Regions from separate parts of the Mus musculus genome. Here all the other regions are linked to region 6. A link is a contact called in public promoter capture Hi-C data. All regions are on one chromosome and are shown on one strand. Each heading gives the region's core, a stretch centred on a gene start, on an enhancer-like site or on the middle of the called end of the contact. The rest is flanking DNA. Distances are from core to core; before and after follow the strand shown.

The links. Promoter capture Hi-C pulls out the DNA fragments that hold promoters and counts their contacts.
Region 1: a contact with region 6 is called in a promoter capture Hi-C map of pre-B cells. The contact joins the promoter of Rab4b here to the promoter of Zfp524 in region 6. A contact is called at or near these places in 5 of 39 promoter capture datasets (cranial neural crest, frontonasal cranial neural crest, maxillary cranial neural crest and 2 more).
Region 2: a promoter capture Hi-C map of the HPC-7 cell line shows a contact between it and region 6. The contact joins the promoter of B9d2 here to the promoter of Zfp524 in region 6. A contact is called at or near these places in 3 of 39 promoter capture datasets (the HPC-7 cell line, cranial neural crest and frontonasal cranial neural crest).
Region 3: a contact with region 6 is called in a promoter capture Hi-C map of pre-B cells. The contact joins the promoter of Etfb here to the promoter of Zfp524 in region 6. A contact is called at or near these places in 3 of 39 promoter capture datasets (cranial neural crest, frontonasal cranial neural crest and pre-B cells).
Region 4: a promoter capture Hi-C map of second pharyngeal arch cranial neural crest shows a contact between it and region 6. The contact joins the promoter of Zfp790 here to the promoter of Zfp524 in region 6. A contact is called at or near these places in 3 of 39 promoter capture datasets (cranial neural crest, pre-B cells and second pharyngeal arch cranial neural crest).
Region 5: a promoter capture Hi-C map of second pharyngeal arch cranial neural crest shows a contact between it and region 6. The contact joins the promoter of Nr1h2 here to the promoter of Zfp524 in region 6. A contact is called at or near these places in 4 of 39 promoter capture datasets (cranial neural crest, maxillary cranial neural crest, pre-B cells and 1 more).
Region 7: a promoter capture Hi-C map of cranial neural crest shows a contact between it and region 6. The contact joins the promoter of Shkbp1 here to the promoter of Zfp524 in region 6. A contact is called at or near these places in 3 of 39 promoter capture datasets (cranial neural crest, maxillary cranial neural crest and pre-B cells).

The regions. Positions count from the first base shown.
Region 1 is chr7:27,177,547-27,180,246 of GRCm38.p6, forward strand. It overlaps Rab4b (RAB4B, member RAS oncogene family), which reads right to left and starts at 1,337. Exons shown (of 8, transcript NM_029391.2): 1 at 1,181-1,337. The coding sequence starts at 1,196. Mia (melanoma inhibitory activity) reads right to left here. Exons shown (of 4, transcript NM_019394.3): 3 at 2,623-2,700; 4 at 2,195-2,288. The coding sequence ends at 2,265.
Region 2 is chr7:25,679,479-25,682,178 of GRCm38.p6, forward strand. B9d2 (B9 protein domain 2) reads left to right here and starts at 1,302. Exons shown (of 4, transcript NM_001362154.1): 1 at 1,302-1,500; 2 at 1,905-1,996. The coding sequence starts at 1,909. It also overlaps a transcript of Tmem91 not described here.
Region 3 is chr7:43,442,658-43,445,532 of GRCm38.p6, forward strand. Etfb (electron transferring flavoprotein, beta polypeptide) reads left to right here and starts at 1,415. Exons shown (of 6, transcript NM_026695.3): 1 at 1,415-1,547. The coding sequence starts at 1,491. Cldnd2 (claudin domain containing 2) reads left to right here. Exons shown (of 5, transcript NM_028849.1): 4 at 194-313; 5 at 560-663. The coding sequence ends at 633.
Region 4 is chr7:29,814,678-29,817,666 of GRCm38.p6, forward strand. It overlaps Zfp790 (zinc finger protein 790), which reads left to right and starts at 1,395. Exons shown (of 5, transcript NM_146185.2): 1 at 1,395-1,612.
Region 5 is chr7:44,552,520-44,555,466 of GRCm38.p6, forward strand. It overlaps Nr1h2 (nuclear receptor subfamily 1, group H, member 2), which reads right to left and starts at 1,446. Exons shown (of 10, transcript NM_001285517.1): 1 at 1,290-1,446; 2 at 1,060-1,189; 3 at 178-235; 4 at 1-101. The coding sequence starts at 217.
Region 6 is chr7:5,014,197-5,016,896 of GRCm38.p6, forward strand. Zfp524 (zinc finger protein 524) reads left to right here and starts at 1,312. Exons shown (of 2, transcript NM_025324.2): 1 at 1,312-1,364. Fiz1 (Flt3 interacting zinc finger protein 1) reads right to left here and starts at 532. Exons shown (of 3, transcript NM_001110329.1): 1 at 429-532.
Region 7 is chr7:27,354,339-27,357,302 of GRCm38.p6, forward strand. It overlaps Shkbp1 (Sh3kbp1 binding protein 1), which reads right to left and starts at 1,670. Exons shown (of 18, transcript NM_138676.2): 1 at 1,533-1,670; 2 at 1,235-1,288; 3 at 1,063-1,108; 4 at 876-949; 5 at 388-446; 6 at 34-114. The coding sequence starts at 1,618. It overlaps Sptbn4 (spectrin beta, non-erythrocytic 4), which reads right to left. Exons shown (of 36, transcript NM_032610.2): 36 at 2,045-2,964. The coding sequence ends at 2,954.

The DNA of each region.
Region 1 (2,700 bases), core at 87-2,586, about 22 Mb after region 6:
CCATATACATGCCCATCACAGTCCTAAAGACTCATTTAATCATAAATAAAGCTCTAAAGATAAAATTATACAGCTCAAGAGATGGCTCAGCAGTTGAGAGCAATGACTGCTCTTCCAGAGGTCCTGAATTCAATTCCCAGCAACCTCATGGTGGCTTACAACCATCTATAATGGGATCCAATGCCCTCTTCTGGTGGCTCTGAATACGGCTACAATGTACTCATATACATTAAATAAATATTTAAAAAGGAAAGAAGGAAGTATACTAAGGACTTCTACTTTCCAGACTAGGAAAATGAGGCCAGAGAGGTTAACTGACGAAAGCAAGACTACACAGCTAGGCACAGCTAAGCTACAAACCCAAACTAAAGGTCTCCACAATGCAAGACCTTACCTGATGCATTTCAAAAGCCATTTCAACAAGAATTAAATCTGACCTCCATTCCTCTTCACTTCACCTCCTACCCCCTCTCACTCATTCACTCTGTCAAGGCCTCTGACGTTGGGCCTATGTCCTAAACTGGTTACCTCCTCTGGTAAGTGTGCACCAGATTCTGTGGCTTTTCTATGAGTGTTCAATGAATGGAGCTGTCTCTGATTGTCGTCAGAGATTTCTACTGCCTTCCAACCTACCTCTACCCACCTGACACTGTACATCCATACTGATTGCCTAACTCTGAACCTTGTCTCCCCATCCTCTGTCCAGAACCCCTGGCCTCTATCCTTAAACTTATGCCGCATTTCTTGACGCTAAGTTTCAAATCTATAACTCAAGAACATCACTCCAGCCCTCTCAAACCAGATCAGCCCACAGAGTGTGCAGGGTGCACAGCATCTGTGAGGCTCTCTCTGTAGTCCATAAAACCTGACCCTTGCTGGTCACCGTCAGCCCCGCCCTATCCACTCATGCTCCGCCCAGGAAGGCTTGCTTCCCTCTTCAAGGCCTACCCCCTACCCTAATCTACCAAGACTAGGTCCCTTAAATCCCGCCCTAGATCTTTTTAACCCGTACAGCGGCCTCTTCAAGCTCCACCCAAATCGATTAGCTCAGCCCCAGACCCACTTAGCCCTGCCCCGTATCCGGGCAGACCCCGCCCACCTGACCAGAAAGCCCCGCCCCACTTCCACATCCACATCCACTACGGGCCCAGCCCCCCCTGCTTCGGCCCATCAGCCTCACCGTAGGTCTCGGCCATGGCTCAGTGGCGACCGCTGAGGGCCGCAATATGGCGCCGCAGCCGCGCCTGTTCCTCGGCTGGCAGCCGCTCCACTCGGGCTGCAGCCTCAGCTCCTTTCCACTTCTGGACCCGGCGCCGCCACTTCCGCCTTCACCGCCCCCCCCCCTCCCGCGCGAGCCTCCGGAGCTGCGGATACCAGGCCACGCTCGCCCAACGCAGTGATTGGTGGATTCAGGAGGCAGTGGGCGGGATAAGCGGCGCGGATTGGTGGCATGAGAGGGGCCGAGTCAAAAGGGGCGTGACATAGAAGAGCGATTGGTGGAGCAAGTGGGAGAGGGCGGAGGCAGAGATGCTGCCCTAGCGGTGGAACGGATTTGGTCAAATATCGGGGAGCAGAGACTAGACTCCGTATTGGTTATACGTAGGCACGGGGCGGGGACAAGAATGCCAAGAAGGAGCAAGGGCAGGATGGACAGAGTTGGAAGAATGGATCTCAGGCTGCTGAGTGTAATTTCTAACCCCATAGACCGGAAAGAGGAAAGCTGAGGACACGCGCACATTTATCCCTATCTACAAGAAAAACCTCTGTTGGTCGGGCTCTGGGGTCGCGCATGCTTTCAACCCCAGTACTCAGGAAGCAGAGGCAGATGTATCGCTGAGTTCAAGGCCAACCTGGTCTACATAGTGAGTTTCAGAACAGTCAGGGCCTACATAGAGAAACCCTCAAAACAAAGACAAAACAAAAAAACTGTACGTTCTATGCGCTTCTCGGGATCTATTGGCTCATACCAATGATTCAACTCCCTTTAAAAGAGAGGAAAGCGTACATATATTGTACTGTTTACCCCCTTGCTTGGGGGTCCCAAACCTTACCTTGGAGCAAAGGGCTTGCAAAGTGAAATTCTGCCTAGTAGCCACTGACGTTACAACATTCAGGGCATTAATTGGCTATATTCAGAAACCCGTGAAACATTCTTTGCACATACCCACCCAACCCCAAAAACCAAAGAGACAAATAGTTTGCCATTGGCTGCTGTATTTGCATAGAGCCGGAAGGGTAACTGCAGGGATAGCGGTAGGCTGAGCTCACTGGCAGTAGAAATCCCATTGCTGAAAAAGAGTAGATAGAAAACCAACCAGTGATGACATTGCAATGCGCCTAGTGGTTCTAACAAAGTTATAGCTGCAAGGACTAGGTTTGATCACCCAGAAATGAACACATTAGCTTCCAGTACTGCACCCTCTGCCATTTCCCAATTAGAGATCACTCAGCACTGGGCAGGGCCTGTAAACTCAGCAGCCCTCAGGAGGCTGAAACTGGAGGCTAGTGATTTTGAGGCCAGCTTGGGTACATACCAACAACAAAAATAATTACTTCTCATAAACAGGTAAGCAAATAAAGGAACTATCATCCTACTCCCACCTCCACCCCCAAGACACTCACATCGGTCTTCATATCAATTTTGCCAGGTTTCAGAGTCAGGTCCTCCCGGACAATGCTACTGGGGAAATAGCCCAGGCG
Region 2 (2,700 bases), core at 52-2,551, about 21 Mb after region 6:
TGCAAACAACAGATGTTTAAAAAGCAAGCACACAAAAACAGTGGTGTTAGTGTTGGTAACACATATCCTGAAAATTGGAAGGAAAAAAAAGTGGATAGCTTCTAGGGACAACCTTGGAGGTTGGTGAGCTAGCTTCTGGCCTCTACATATGCACCATACAAACAACCACCCATACACCTGAACACACCACACACACACACACACACACACACACACACACACACACACCACACAGACGAGCTATCTTCTGGCCTCTACATATGCACCATACAAACAACCACCCATACACCTGAACACACCACACACACACACACACACACACACACGACTTAAGTTCTTGTTTTAGTTTTAGTTTGTTTGTTTAAGGGGGATTGGCCTGGAACTCACTTAATAGCCCAGGCTGGCTTTAAATTTGCAGCATTCCTCCTGCCTCAGTCTCTCATGAGCCACAATACTCATCATAAAATTTTTAAAATTTGTTTCCGACTTGGGAAAAAAATATATATATATAAAGGAGAGAGGCTTTCTTCCCTGACTTCCTGCCAAAGGGGCTTCTTCCTTCCTTTTGTAGGATTTATTTTTATTATTTGTGTATGCCACCTGTGCGCGGGGCAGGGGTTGAGGGTGGGAAGTGTCCTCTGGGACGCCAGAAGAGGGCAGAGTTGGAGCTGGAGTTACAGAATGCTGGGAACCGAACTCCAGTTCTCTGGAAGTGAGGCAAGCGCTCTTGTTGCACCATCTCTCCAGCCCCGTCTTCCTCATTTATCTTTACTCCAACCTGTTTGTTCAAAACCAGCTGCTAGAATGAACTTTGCAGTGACTCTGAGAAAGAACTTGGACTTCTCAGTCCTTGAGAAATCTGAGGAAGCTCTGAAAACTGAAGAGAAACCCACTTCCCAATTTCTCTAGTGTCAGAATATGGAGGTCCTTTTTTCCCCTCCAGCTACAACATAGAGATGACTACTATGGGAGTCCCTTTAGGTGCCCGTTTAGTGTCGGCTGGCTCCATTCTGGCTGTGATCCTGAACAGGAAAGGTGTTTTGTTTTGAGGAAGCAAAGAGCATCAATAGATTTGCTTATTGCGTGAAGAAGATATGGAGAGGAAACAGTTGGCGTTCTAACTTCCTCAACTGCTGATAGAGATAACCCGCCAGGCCTCCCACTCTGGGGCGTAAGGCGTCGCAGGAGCAAGACCTATGCAATTCTCGCAAAAAAGTCCCGAATGACCGCGTCCATCACGACTACGCCCCGCCCCCCAGAGGGCAGCTATAGCACCAATCATCAGCACGCAGGGCGGGCTCAGGGGAGGAACCTGCTGTTGCCCCAGCAACAGTCGGGGCACCCCAGGAGAGCGAGGCTGCGGATCTATCTACCTCAGATCTCCCTCCGCCTGGAAGGGCCCGGGAGGGGAGCGAGACTAGTCTCGACGGCGCCCGCAAAGAAGCCCGTGAACTACCATCCCCGAGGCAGCTTTCACTTCTAACGGTCAAGTACGCGGAGGTAGGAATGACGCATGCGCTACGCCTACGGGCAAGGGTAAAGCGGCCCTACACCCGAGACGAGACGCATGCGCCTTTTGAAGCTTGGCTGATCTGCCGCGAAGGGGCGGGGCCTTGCACATGTGGGCGGGGCCACAACCCTGGGGCGGGGCTTTCTAAGCGTCTGAGCCTTGGTTTATTTATTGGTGCAGGTTCCCACACCTCTGGGAGACTTCCCCATTTTTCTTGGGCTTTTCTGGGGACGTGGCTTGTATCTGTGATGAAGGCCACATTGTCAGTGGGTTGGTGGAACTAGCTTAGAATCACAGTGCTGTTCTTTATGTGATAGGCTTCAGTTTTCCCAGCTGTCAGATGGAAATAATACAGTTACCTCACAGGGTTGTGATTGAATTTTTCCTTTCCTAGAGCCATGGCTGAAGTGCACGTGATCGGGCAGATCATAGGGGCCACCGGTTTCTCGGAAAGCAGCCTCTTTTGCAAGTGGGGCATCCACACAGGTATCCTCCTCACACCTTGTTCATCTCCCAAACAATACCCAGCTCCCTCCCCTAGCCTAAGTCTCCATGTTCCTTCCTCGATTCTCCAATGAACTCATACTGTTTGCTTCTCTTTATCCTTGTCTTTCATGTTATCTCACCATCGGAAAACATAGCCCCTAAGCATATGGGGCTGTGACATAGAAAACACGCGCGCACACACACACACACACACACACACACACACACACACTTCCTGTCCTCAGGCCAGTAGACAAACTAGGTGTGCTTATGCATATCTGTAATTCCAGCACCTAGGAAGCCTTCTATTACAAGTTTGGGGCCCTGTCTCAAAGAAAAGAGCACAAAATATATACAAGATTATTGTAAGTTCTAGGGAAAAAAAGAAAGTGATGTGCTGGGGGCTGATTTGGGATGTGGAGGTCTGAGATCAGAGAAAGCCTTTCTGTGCAAGTGGCACTTGAATTGGGGGGCAGGAGGAAAACAGCCGGAAATGGGCACCCAGTAGCAGACGTTTCAGGGCAAAAGGAACAGCCGCTGCCAAGGCCTTGAGGCAAGGGAACAGGATGGGACCAGTGAGGCTTGAGGGTGGGGAGCGGCAGTGGCAGATGAGTGACAGGATCCAGGTCACACATGGGCCTTCGTGGCAACAGTGAGGAGTCTGAAAGCTTCGTGTGTGTGTGTGTGTGTGTGTGTGTGTGTGT
Region 3 (2,875 bases), core at 165-2,664, about 38 Mb after region 6:
GGGATAGATTGTATAAAGGAAGAATCTATTTTTAATAAAAAAAGAAAAGAGGAGGAGCAAGAAGCCCACGAAGGTGAAGCCAAAGGGAAGCTGGGCGTGGTTTGATAAGTCAGAGACAAGGGCAGTTCTGAGGGGTGGGCTTGGGTGCAGCTTCTACCTGGCCACGCTCACCTGACGGGTGGGCGTGGCCCAGGGTTGCTGCTGCTGATTGCCTTGGCCGTATACACTTCAAAGAATGCCTGGAAGCCAGAAGTCTTCTTCTCCTGGTCCTACTTTTTCGGATGGTTGGCTTTACCCTTCTTGTTTATTGCGGGTAACCAGCACGAGGGGAAGAGGGTGGAGACTACCCCTCTAGAGGACTCCCCTCCCCAGAAACTTCCCAGTCACCTATTCTTCCTAGCAAAGTCCACAATAACTTCCAGTGACTTCCCCGCCCCTGCACTCCAAGACACCCGATGGAAACGCCCTTGGAACCCCCATCCCTAGCTCCCAGGCAGGCCAGATCATCCGCCCCATAGCCCACCTTCCTTCCCCGGGCTCTGTACTCCCTTCCTGCCAGGCTTCTGCTTTCTGCTTGCCGACATGATCTTGCAGAGCACCGAAGCCATCAGCGGATTCCCGGTATGCCTATGAATGCGGCCTGCCTGGGGCAGAATAAAGGAATGGCTTTTAGCCTCGCCCCTGCGTGCTTTTCTGCGGAACGTAGAGACAGAAGCTTGGAGACTACAGAGACACGGATAAAGTGGCTTGTAGAGAGTTAAGGAGGTCAGAAGGAATGTGGGAGGGTAGGAACGGAGACTTGAACCCTGTAACGAGGTGTGTACCCTGGGGATTTGCAGATGCGGAAGCAGGGAGAGGGTGTAGGGACAAGCTGACACCGGGTAGTCCTAGCGGATGTAGGCGTAGAAGAAGGGGCGGGGACGAGCGCACCCGGGGAATGCACGGGGAGAGAATATGGGACTCGGGAGAGTCATAAAGCACGCAGTCGCGGGAGGAGGTGGGGATGAGCGGACACGGGAAAATCACAAGGAAGTAAAGTGTAGACGCAAGGATAAGGAGGGAATCTGCAGAAAGAATGCGGCGGCAAGCAAGTGAAGGAAGGCCTTGGGGGCGTAGGAAAAAAGGCACAGGGTGCGCGTGGGAACACAGACATGGGGGCTTGGAGTGCTGAGAAAGGAGGGATCTAGAAGTGAATTGCAGATCTGGGGACAACAGGAGTTACGAGGAGAGCATTAGGATAAATAAGCCCTCAGCAAACTTCACTCCTAGGAATGCCCTTTCCCCTACTTCTGTGCAACGCCCCCTCCACCCAGCGGTCCGCCGTGGACCCCGCCTCTCCCTGAATTCCGCTTCCTATTGGCTTTTTCTGAGTTGTGCGACGGTTGATTGGTCGGTGTTGCGGCGCGCAGGCGCAGAGACAGATACGGGGCGGAGTGTGTGACTATCTGGATTAGGAGCAACCTGACCCGGCCAGTGACTGCTGCAGGAAGATGGCGGAGCTGCGCGCGCTCGTGGCTGTCAAGAGGGTCATCGACTTCGCTGTGAAGGTGACTTTCCCCACCCCGACTAGGTCCCAGCACCCTGAGACCGCAGCTATGAACGTCCAAGAGCAGGAGCGTGCCCCACATAAGAGAACCTTTCAAAAGTCAATTTCTATTGCCCTTTGACCCGACGTCAGTCATACTTGGAGCAAAAATCAAGGGCTGTGAGATTTTGACAATCAGATCCTTCTGAGGTGACGACCCTTTTCCCCTCTCTCTCAGTCCCTTGATAACTGTGGGCTGGAGGAGTCATGGTCCCTATTTAACACGTGGAGAAACTGAGGCACAAAACTGGCACTTAGCAAGAGAGAATCAGAATAGAGAATTCTATGTGGGGCCTGCGGTTTCATCACTCATTACCTTGCAGGCTGCACTGTCTGCTCTAAATGTACAGCCACATGGAGAGCCATCTGGTTCCATGGGACTCAGAAAGCGCCTCACCCATATAGCCATGGGATGCTTGTCGACAGTTTTTTATTTAGGAAGGGAAGGAGACCTGTGCTTGCTGGAGAAGCAAGTTCAAAGGAGCCAGCTTAACTAAGACTTTGGAGTGTCCGTGAGCAGTCTGAGGGCAGCACCCCTGAGGCCCTGGGTTCTCCTCAGAGAGAAGCTGCTGTAGCCAGCATTGAATCAGACTGGGTTCCCAGGCCAGTCTCTCAATGCTTAGCCTAATCTGTACTGAAAAAAAGATGGTGGCAATTCATGTTTGTCTGTCCCCATTGTCCTGTGATCCCCCTTTGTGTCCTTCAAATTTCCTAGCATAAGGAAGATGCACCCAAGAGACCCTCTGAGATAGGTAAAAACGGGCTATATCATTTAATACCACCATCTACGTACCGCAGTTGAGGAATGAGACAAGAAGGATTCAGGAGACAGACTCAGACTTAATGTCCATGACCCAGACAGCACACATGGAAGTCGGCACAAAGCACCAGCAGATATAATTCCTGTACAGAGATTGATCCCTTTGTACAGCTTCTGTACTCTCAATCGAACAGGGTGGTTGAGGAAACCCAGGCCCGTGGAGGCCCTGTTACTTGCCAGATGCCTGCCCCCTGCCCCCAAGCTGGGTAAGCAGCAAGAATCAGGAGTCTGGGCAAGTCTGACTCTCTGCCTGTTTGCTAGAGAGAAAACGGGTTGGCTTGAGGTGGCTTCTAACAGCCTGTGACAGAGATGGTGCTTCCAGGTTTATTGAGATACATGTGGGTTTGTGGGCAACTCAACCACCATTAATTTGTTTGTTTATTTATTTATTTATTTGGGTGTGTGTGTGTTGATGGGAATTAAGCCCATGACCTTCCAAGTGCTAGGCCAGACCAGCACCACTGAGCTAT
Region 4 (2,989 bases), core at 145-2,644, about 25 Mb after region 6:
GAGCAGTTAATACGGTACAATGAAGCAAAGATCAGCAAAGACTTGAAACCAGCAAAGCAATGCAAAGCTAGCTATACACTAGTCACTGTGGGTTGACTCCTATTTATACTCTCTCCAAATATCACATGGGTCTGCATCACCTGACATTTCCTTAAACTTCCACTTCAGGGTACACTACAGGAATGCAGTCACAGGATGGGCCAGAATTTTCAACAGGAGGAAAACAAGCCACATCTTGACAAAAGTAAAGGGATGTCAGGAAATCATAAGCTACAGGACAGAACTCGGGAATTAAAAAAAAAAAAAAGTGTGACACACACTAGGCTCTTGTAGATGCATATTCAACCATTTCAGAGATCATTTTGGCCCAACAGCCATAGCACCTATCAAGAAATCAGAGAAGCCTAGGGGCTTCCTATGCAATGGAAACACCAGACAAAAGTAGGGTGACTGTAGATAAGGACAGAGTCTACCCCCAGGATGTGACACAAGTCCCCTTGGCTGGAGTCACAAAGGTACAAAGTTGCCTCACCTATAGTGACTCTCCAATTAATCCCACACCACGGGGACACAAAAGCTATGGGTGCCTCAAACGAAAATACAATCCACCCCACACGGAAGCCTTAACAGGGAGAGCCAATCACAGTCACTGTTGCCCCCACCCTCACCTTACCTCTACCGAAATTAGAAAAGGTCCACTGGGAAGCAGTCACACCTCAGTCGGTCACCTCACACGCTCCCAAAGTTAGGCAAATGCTCACAAACACAAAAGCCCAGGGACCTCACACTCGAGGGACCTCACACTGGTAAAAAAAAAAAAAAAGCATGGCACAAAACGGTCACACAGACTCCAGCCACACACACAATGGATGCGATCATACTCACCAATCAAGGAATCCTCTCTGCCTCCATATCCCCTAGACTACCACCCAGACACATGATAACAATTCTACACAGCTCCGGATCTCCCGGAGTCAGCTTCATTGCACTGCACAGGATGGTGCATCCAAACCCTTGGCACCAAAGGCGTCTCATTATCCCTAAAGTTCTCCCCAAACCTGTCAGGAGTACCCTGCCCACTCCTTAAAAAAGGCTCCCAGGAGAGGGAAATACAACGCCTGGAAATGTCAGGGGCTGAAAGCTGTGGCCTGAACAACAGATACAAAGTGTTCGGCTATTCGTCGGAATCGTGAGGAAATCCCAGCGGTGAAAGACTTCATAGACCTAGATCAGGCTCCTCGACCCAGCACTATCTCAGCACTGCGAGTTTCCAGGGAACCGAGGTATTCTGGGAAATGTAGTTCAAGGCCGTGCTGGTGACCGGAGGCGCATGGCTCGAGTAGGCTGAGTCATCCAATCCCCAGGCGGAAATCTGTCTAAGGAGGCTGTTCCGAATTCGACTTCCTGCTGGAAGTTGGGGCCACAGACCGGAATGTAGGACCCCAGCGCTAAGACCAACCCAGCATTGGCAGTCTGACCAAGAGGAAGCCTCGTCCTGTAGGTGCAAGAGTACGCAATGACAGCCCTGAGCGTGTGTGAGAGAAAGCATAGGGAGGTTAGATTGCATGCGCGGCTGGATCTGGGAGGAGTTGGACGGCAGAGAAACTGCGAGGTAAGGAAAATGAGCGTGAGCAAGAGTTGGGCTCGAGCTGTGGCGCTTTGTGAGTGGAGCGAGCTGTTGTGGGGAGGAGACATTGTATGCGGATCGAATGGTTCTTGGGGATTGGGTCTCGACTGGATGGATCCCTGTACAGGAGTGGCTGAGATTATAGAGATAGCGGAAGCTTCCTAAATCTCATTTTCTTTTCAAATTACGATTAGTAAGTGCGGTCTTCTGGAGTGTCTGTGGGAGGGAAAATGTATAGCTGATAATAACTAATTAGCATTGTTATTTTTCTGTAAGTTAATTGTGCGGCGTAGGCAATCTACAGGCAATATAGCCGACTTTTTATTTTTAACACAGTGTTTTGTCAGTCGGGGTGGTTTTTTTTTGGGGGGGGGCGTTATTAACGCTCAGGGTACCCCAAGCAGACATCGTCCCTTCTCTAGAGAGTTCCTGAGGAGACACAGGTAAGGTTTGATTTTGAGGCTGGCTTGCAATTCTCTTTATAACCAAGGTTGACCTGAACTCCAGATCCTCTTGTCAAGTGGTTTCTGTTGGTTTGTTGTTTAGACAGGATCTTGCTGTTTAGCCCTGGTCACCCTTCAGAGGCCGTCCTCCTGACTTTCAAGGTCTGGGATAACAGGTGTGAACTACCATGCCCTGCTCCAGAAGGTGATAAACGGAAGTTTATTACAGAGAGCAGCATCACCATGATTAAAACAAGCTGCACACAGTACTTAAGAGCCAGTGGGACACAGCCATAGAGGTGTGTGTCCATATCAGCCAGAGTCAGTGGACACAGCCACAGCGGTGTGTGTTCATATCAGCCAGAGTCAGTGGACACAGCCGCAGCGGTGTGTGTCCATATCAGCCAGAGTCAGTGGACACAGCCGCAGCGGTGTGTGTCCATATCAGCCAGAGTCAGTGGACACAGCCACAGCGGTTTGTGTCCAGATCAGCCAGAGTCAGTGGACACAGCCGCAGCGGTGTGTGTCTATATCAGCCAGAGTCAGTGGACACGGCCACAGCGGTGTGTGTCCATAGCATCCAGAGTCAGTGGACACAGCCGCAACGGTGTGTGTCCAGATCAGCCAGATTTAGAAGGTAAATGTCATCTCATTTCTTTATCTGAATTAAATAGAAACCTCAGTACCATAAGCCTGCCCCATTCCCTTTCTGTTTTTGAGACAGGGCCTCTCTATGTAGCCCTGACTAGCCTAGGACTTACTATTTAAATACATACTCATAGTGAACTCAAAGATTCATCTGCCAATGCTGATATTTCAGTTGTGGGCCACCATGCCTGGCATGCATGTATATATGTACACATATATGTATACATATATATGTATCTATATGTGTGTATATACACACACACACACACAC
Region 5 (2,947 bases), core at 196-2,695, about 40 Mb after region 6:
AGAGCTGGACCCTTCAGAGCCTGGAGGAGGATCAGTCTCCTGCCCCTCTTCCTTAATAGTGGGTGACGTGGCGGAGGTACTGGGCTGAGGAGAACCATTCCCTAGGAAAAGGAAGACAGGACAGTGAGCTTCTCCAACACTGTGGAAGGGGCTGGCTAGGGAAAGCCCGTCACTCACCAGGCACGGGAGTGTCCAGAGAACTTGTGGGGGAAGACATAGTGGGTCACGAAGCAGCCTGCTGAACATAGGGGAGCCAGCCAATTACAGGGCATAATAGGGGTGTCTCTTCTTCCAGTGCTCACGGACTCTTGAGACATGATCTCATACAGCTCAGGCTACCCGAACTATGTGGCTGAACAGCTTGAACCACCTCCAAAATCTTGGAACACACTACTCTAGGCTGTCCTGGGATCTTCCGCACTCCTGCCTCGGCCTCTCAAGTGCTGCCATTACAAGACTGTGCCACACCTCAGTGTTTTTAACTTCTATATTGAGCCCCCACTCCCAGCCCTAGTTCCTAATAAACATCACACACTTTAACATGCCCAACCCGGCCCACTGCTCCTTCCACCTCTCTACGAATCATGACCTCAGAGAGCCCAACAACTCTATTCCTCTTCTGTGAGCACCAACTGTGCTCTTATCATGGGAGATCCTAACTTTGCCCCGCCTCTCCCATCAGGGCGCAACCATTACCCTTCTACCATAGGCTCCTTCAAGGCTTTAACGCACCCCAATACAGACCCCAGACCCTACCCATCCCATCAAGTCCCTGGCCCCACCCCTTCCCACTCTGGAGCAGAAACCCAAATTCCGCCCCGTTCCTCCTAGGCTCCGCCCCTCTCATTCCCCCAAAGCCAATTATAGGTCTTCACTGTGCCACGCCCTCCATGCCTCTGCCCCTCCCAATCCCCCCCAACAGTGGTCTAGGCCCCGCCCCAAGAATCAAAAGCCTTTAATCACAGACTATCTACAGCAGGCCTTCTGCCCATCTGTGTCCCGCCCCCGCCCACCAACCATAGGCTTTCCCTACGCCCCGCCCCGTAGAGTCACGCCCACCTTGTTCCAGGCCCCGCCCCTCTCCGTGCACCAGGGGGAGGCGGGGCTCATGACTGCACCGGCGATCGGGAGGGGGGTCGCAGGGGGTCTCCGACTCTGTTGCCCTGGAAACGGCCGTGGGAGGCGAGAGCTGCGAGGAAAGTGAGGGAAGGATGCGCGCGCTAAGCGGGACCCACGGCGATCCGCGTACCGGGCTCAGTCCCACCTGCCCGGCCGCCCGGCGCACTTGCCTCTGTGTCCGCACCGGTGATTGTGCCTCCACAGCACTTTGGAAGTAACTTCAGAAGCCTGGGAGTAGCTCGAAGCAACAGCGCTTGCTGAGCGAAAAGCAAAAGTAACTTCGCCACTTCTTCCGGCAACCCCGCTGCGCGTCACTTCCGGAAGTAGGCGGACCGGGAAAGGTGACAGACTTCCGGTCTGCCAGGGCGCCACCGACTGTGAGGCCTCGGCCGGAAGTGGCACACCGGAAGTTTATTTCTTCTGGTAGTTCCCCTCTGGGACTCAGAAAAAAGTTCCGGAAAGTTCTTTCGTTTCTTTTCGCAGGTGGCTAACGAAGCAGGTTTTAACCTTTTTGAGTAGTTTAAAGTTCTCTACTTTTGTAGCGGTGCTGCATGGCTGCTTTTTAAAAAAATTTTTGTCTTGATTTTGAGACAGGATCTCTTATTTCAAGGGTGGCCTTAAACTTCTGAGCCTGTTGCCTTTACCTCCCCATTATTGCGGTAGCAGCTCCTCTTCCAGCCCTGTATGTTGGTTCTAAATATTTTAAATTTGGAGATGGCAAGATGGTTACAGGATGGTTTTAAGCCTAAAAAGCTTAAAGGCTTTTCATACCTTAAACTTCTCCAGCTCAGGGCTTGGGCTGCCCTTCCCTTTATAATCCAGCCGATTTGGTTACTGGGTCCTTTACTCTCCTGGCTCGCCTCTCTCTCCTTCTCCTTCTCCTCCTCCTCACATGTCCTGATTCTGGATCTTGTTCACTTTGGACTCTCTTGATGTCCCCGCCTCGGGAACTTTTTTTTTTTTTTTTAAGATTTATTTATTTATGTATATGTGAGTACACTGTAGCTGTCTTTAGACACACCAGAAGAGGGCATCAGATCTCATTACGGATGGTTGTGAGCCACAATGTGGTTGCTGGGATTTGAACTCAGGACCTTCAGAAAAGCAATTGGTGCTCTTAACTGCTGAGCCATCTCTCCAGCCCAGGAACTTTTTTATACAAGAATTTATTTTTGCATTCAGCTTCATAATAGGAAGAAGTAAATATAAAAAAGGCAAATTGGGTGCAGACCCATGCCTGCAATAAGCAAACAGACCCAGGCAAGGCAAGAGGATTGCTTTTAGTTGGAAGCCAAATTGAGCTAGGAAGTGAGACCTGGCCATCAGCTAAATGTGAATAAACAAGTAGCCTCAACCCCTCTCCCATAAAAGTAATAATACCAGCTTTTTCACAAAAGATTGAAATACTTGTGTGAATCTCAGATGGAAAACATTCAGAGATTGTTTCTCCGCACTCCCCACTTATGGACAGTTGGGAATCTTTATTAAGCACAAATTCTTGCTTTTACTTAACTTTTGTTGCTGTTGTTCTTGGTTTTGTTTTGTTTTGTTTTTTGTTGTTGTTGTTTTGGTTTTGTTTTGTTTAGGTTTGGTTTTTTCGAGACAGCGTTTCTCTGTATAGTCCTGGCTGTCCTGGAACTCACTTTGTAGACCAGGCTGGCCTCGGACTCAGAAATCCGCCTGCCTCTGCCTCCCAAGTGCTGGGATTAAAGGCGTGCGCCACCACCGCCCGGCCACTGTTGTTCTTGTTGATTTGTTTGTTTTGCAAGGCAGGGTTTCTTTGTGTAGCCATGGCTGTCCTAGAACTGCTTCTGTAGACCAGGCTGGC
Region 6 (2,700 bases), core at 62-2,561:
TTCATGAGATTCACGCCTCTTTGCTAGGCCCCACTTTATATAAACCTCTCCATTTTCTAACCAGTCTCCACACTTTCTTGAAACCCCTCCCCTCCAACTATAAGCCACGCCTCAACAAGCTACTCCTCCAGTTCTGCCCCGCCCCGACCACCTTAAGCTCCGCCCCTCCTGCGCCCTACGGTGTCTGGTGCAGCCGGCCCCCACCCCCACCCCTGCTCGATCTTGCGAACAAGGCCCGGAAAACTGGCCCTTTGTACCCCTCTCCCTGCCCCTACAAGGTGCAGTCTCGGGCGCCCGAGTCGGGGGCAGGTCAAGCGGCCCAGGAACTAGGCAAGACCACCTTGCTTTTGCGTTGCGGAGGTCCTGGAGACCAGGCAGGCCTCCGGGGGGCCGGGAAAGTCTGTCCGCTTTCCTGTTTAATTACTTACACCTCCCTCTGGGCGCCGACATTTTGGGTAGCGGGGTCAGCGTCACTTCCACCTGAGGGGCCTCTCGACTTCCGCCTCAGCTCTCTTCTACGCCCCCCCAACCCCCCTTTACCCCTCCTTCTTGGCTTCTCTATCCCGCCCCCGCCCCGCCCTTCTGTGTTTTCCTTTCCTATTTCCAGCCGCGGAGGTTAAAGAAGCTAGGCTAGCGCCATCTTTGTTGAGGGCAGGGCAGGGGCGGGGCCTAAGTTACCCGCGGCGCCATATAGACTAAGGGCAATACTCTCAGCGTGCAGCATTTCGTAGCCCACGGTGCGGTTACAAAGAGTTAACATAGATGTGTTTAGATAAGATTGCTTTTTTTTTCTAGTCTTTGACTTCTGCTGGGAAGGATGCGGGAAGAGGGAGAAAAATCCAAGTGGTCAAACTTGTTCAGAGTTAGGAAACACCAAGCACCATTTTACTACTTTAACTCCATGGCTCTTTGAAGCTGATGGGCGCCATATTAATTAGGGGCACTTAGCAGCCATTTCCCGCTTCTCATCTATCCGGTACCTGTATTTGATTGGGTCACCGGGTTGGGAAGGCTTCGTGGGAGGAAAGGCATTTTTGCAGGTGGTTGGGGATTTTTGTGCGTTGTCACTGGGCACACGAAGGCGCCTGATACGCAGGCGCATTTGTTGCTAGCGTGTCGGGGCCTTGGGACCCAGGGCATCCTCTTTGTTCCCCGCGGGCGCTGGCAGCAGGGAAGGGAGGGAGGGGCCCCCGGCTTCCGTGCCGAGGGGCGGGGTCCAGCTCACGCTCTGCTACCTCCCACACCCCCGCCCCGCCGCCGCCTAGGGGCTGGGCCCCCTCTCTCCCGCCCCTTCCCACGCTTCGGCCCGTCGCCCCCGGCGCGCGCGCGCGTACACACGCGAGCCCAGGCAGCATGCAAATGAGGTACCCAGAGGCGGGGGGCCCGGGTGGGGGGGATGGGGGAAAGAGGGTGGTCCCGGCGCGCGCGCATAAGCGCGCACCCGGCACCTGTTCCCAGCTTCTTTGCTCTCTCCTGCGCACGTCGACCTCGCGCCCCGCCGAGCGGTCTGGGCTCGCGCGCGCAGACCCCCTTCTGGCAGCCCCTGCCACCAATGTCCCCGCGCCGCTCATTGGCCACCGTACCCTGAGGGCCCGCCCCGCTTGCGGGCTGGGCCACTCGCGCCTGACAGGCACGCGTCGTACCGGACTTGTGGGTGGGAGAGGGTCGAAGAGCCACTCTGTCACTTCATAGGTATGTTTCAGAAACTCAGCTTCTTGTCCAGGCTTCCTCATCGTGCGAACCATATGATCCTGGACAAGTTGCTTCTGTGTGGACCTCATGCTATGTGCATATTAAAAGGGGGTGCAAGTTTTGGGGGTGTAGCTCAGGCCCAGTATGTGTGAGGCCCTGATTAGGATAGCCAACACCACACACAAAACTTTAAACCAACCAAACAATAAAATAATAAAAAGAGGGGTGCAGGGTCCCCCGACAGAATCTGCTGCTAGCTGCACCTTTGACCTTTGACCCCAAGTACACTCAATTCCTACTATCCTGGGATCTTGTGGGCACTGGGGAAAGTCCTGGAGCTTTCTATTTTCTAGACTGTGCACTAAGGACATTTTTGAAGCTTCCTCATTCCTGTCGATTCTCCCAACAACCTTGGTATATTGACTTTATAGAGAAGGAAACAGACTCAGGCAAAGCCACTTGTAGAATCACATGGTGATTGTTGGCCAAACTGGATCCAAATGAAACCCTTTGAAAATGTTCCCTCAGAGGATTGCTGTGAGGCTCAACGACCAGTGCTGTAGTGCTGGCTCTTATGTTCACAGCATGTCTGGGTTAGTAGGTAAAACCAATCAAACAAACCAATAAACAAAAATCCCCGATTTCCATCTTACAAAAGACACAAATAAGCTCAGAGAAGTAAGGATCTTGGCTAAGGTCACACAAAGGAAGGGACAGACTCAGCATTTGATTTCTGGGTATATGACTTCAAAGCCCAGACTCTTAGCAACTTTCATATATATCTTTCACAAATCAATAGCTTTTGGCTAGGACTTGTCTCTCTTCATGCCCCCCCATCTCTGTGGGGAGCAGGAGCCTTTTGAGACCTTTGTGACCCAGAATTTGATGGGCTGTTTCAAGGCCTACATTCTTAGCTGGATTTTTTCAAAAATTTATTTATTTTTGGCTTGTTTTGACTTTAAAGGCTTTTTGTAGTTATGTTGATGTAATGAAAAACTATGACCATAG
Region 7 (2,964 bases), core at 420-2,919, about 22 Mb after region 6:
TCCCTCTCCCTAGCATCAATTGGGAGTGCTCACCTGGAGGAGGTAGATAACCATTGAAGAGGACATTTCCGCAGGAAGATCGATCCAACTCTTCCCTCACCTGCAGGCGACGAACTGCAAGGGAAGGACTCAAAACTTCATCTTGAGGGAAACTAAAGCAGACCCTTGTCCCCTTCCTCATCTGTCTTTCCACGTAACTATCCCCTCCCCCGCAACCCCGACCCCTTCAGAGCCAGACCCAAATCCGGTGCTCTTAGCTCTAACCCAACAGTCTTTTTGACTGGGAGAGTCAAAGAGGAGAGGCATTCTGCTCAGGAAATAACTGAGGGTGCTGACTGGGGGCGGGGTTGGGGTGGGGGTGGGGCACGGCACGGGACTCTCACTTACCCAGTGGAGTGAGTCCGTAGAATTGGGCTTCATGGAGGAGGCTGGAACCATGGACACCCCTGGGTAATAGGGGAGATTTGGGTGTAAAAATCTAGGGCATAGGCATGAACAGCACATTGCAAGGAGAAAGGTATTGAAACTGCCCAGAGACTACCGAAGCCTGGCTAGTTTCAACCGGCGTAAAATTCTAGGGAGGTTGAGGGTGGGGTACACCTGCCAATCCAAGACATGGGAGATAAAGACTGGCCTGATCTGGATGGAGTTCTAGACAGCCAGGGCTACAGAGCAAGGCCTTATCTCAAGCCAACAAACAAATACATACTTTCTTTAAAATCTAGATAACAAGGATGAAGAATGGTGCAAATGTGTGGGCATATTTTAATGGAAGGAATATAACATGATCAATAATTCTAATAGAATGGAACACATTTACTTTTCGAGGAGAGATTTTATACAGTGGCAGAATTCACCCATTTACCCATACCAACCTGGGATCTAACTCTTTGGTCCGCAGGAAATTAAGGATGGGGGCAAAGACGGTGGGGTCCCGGTCGATGAAGATCTGCATGGTGGGGTGGGGATGGAGGTGGGGGTCATGGAAAAGACCTGGAATAAGTAGGAGCTCCTGTCCCCCATCCCACCCGGAGTCCCGTTTTTTGATCTAGCCCTACTCACAGCTCCGGTCTCATCTTTCAGGGTTGAGATGCGTCCGCTCAAAAGACTACAGGAAGGGGAAACCGAGGAGGAGACATGGGCCGAGTTGCAGAGGTGAGTATTGTAGAAATGGGTCTCCCCACACCCTCTTCTTTCATTCCCTCCTACCCTCGCCCCAGACTCTCCTAATCACCTGGAAAAGAAGGAGTCTGGGATCCAGGTAAGCGTCTGGCGAGAGGTACTGAACCTGGGCGATGGGGTAAGGAGAGGAAAGAGAAGAAGAGGTGAGGACGCTGCCTCCTCCACTGAGATTCATGCATTCTCCTTTGGCATTTCTTTCTTTCTTTCTTTCTTTTTTATTCAAGCGCCAAGCCTCCAGCTTGAGGCGGAGCAATTCTTGATGGACAGGGACTACCACCCCCACCCCCAGAAGAGGCGGGCATCCCGCCTCGGTCCCGTAGGATGGGGCCTCGAGGATCTCCCACACTCACCGCTTGCCCCCTACGTTCAGATGAATCACTTCCCCGGGTGCTCCCCGACTCGGGACCCCCTCCACTGCAGTCGTCGCGACGGCCATAGCCCCACCCCCCCGCAAGCCGGCCGGCTCGCACCCACTTCCGGGTGTGCATAGACCCCGCCTCTTCCTCTTGCTCATTGGCCTAGAGACTCCAGGATCCACCGGCGATTGGACAGAGAGCTCGCTCAACGCAATTACGGTCTCTGACTCTTTAAAGAGGGCCGGTCTTTCCTGGTTTCGACGGGGCGCACTTGGGGATCCTTTGGAGTGATTTAGTAACTCCCCCCCCCCTTTTCTAGGTTCCCTTATTTTGGTATAATACATAACGAATGTAGGCGATTCGTTGAGGAGTACGTGCGCAGATCTTGAAATGAGCCTATACCAAGGCTTAGGTATTTGTAGAGTCTAGGAGACTGCCTTCTCGACCTCGTCCCCACACCGGCCCACCCTCCAATCCTGTCTCGGATACACGAACAAACCAGCGAAGACTGTCAAAGCCAAAGGGTTTATTATAGGTACATACAGTGTGCGCCTGCCACACCGCCCCGCACCCCCTGCCTTGGCAGCGTCTCCAAGCAGCCACGGGGGTTGCCTGTAACCCTGATTCCCTCCGTCCCAGGGAGGTGCTCCAGCCAGAAGCATGCAGGGGGAGGGCTTTCCCACCCCCTCCCCCTCGGGAAGTGGCATTTACAGCTAGAATCGGGGAGGAGAGAGGAAGACAGTTTTGAACTTTGACTCCCCTCCTATTAAAAGCCTTCGCGGATGCGGGGCGGGGGGAAGGAGGGGGGGTCTACGTTTTTGCAAAAATAAACTAAGTCAGGAATTAACCGCATGGCTCTGAGATGGCGGAGTACAGGGGCTAAGGGCCCCTGTCCTCCCTCTTCCCAGACAGATCAAGGCAGCATTGGAAGTGAGGTAAAGGCAGGGAGGGAGTGTGTCCCCTCCCCACCCCCTAGCACCCTGGATGGTCCAGGGGACCTCACCAGCGCCCCCGTTGTCCATCCTTAGGGCGGAGAGGAGGCCAACAAATCACCACCTCCTAGATCCCTCGCCACTCCAGCTTCTTGGGGCAGGATCTGACGATTGGGCAGGGAGCTTGGCTCAACTGGCTCCCTGCCCGGCCCCACCAAGCTCAGTTATTGCATAAAAAGAATGGAGCCCCAGCACCTGGGGTGGGGTTGGCGAGCGGGAAGGGACCGAGATATGGCTATAGGGACAGCAATCCCCTACCACCACCTCTTGGAGTGCAGAAGTCCCTTCTATTTCAGGCCCACAGTGGCACATCCGCAGTCATTCCGGCCCTTGCGGATGAGAAGTTGTCTTTGTGTCCACAGTGCAGAGAGGAGGGGCAAGGAGACTTGTCAGACTCCAAGGTGGGGGAAAGGGTACCTGGAATCACTTCCGGC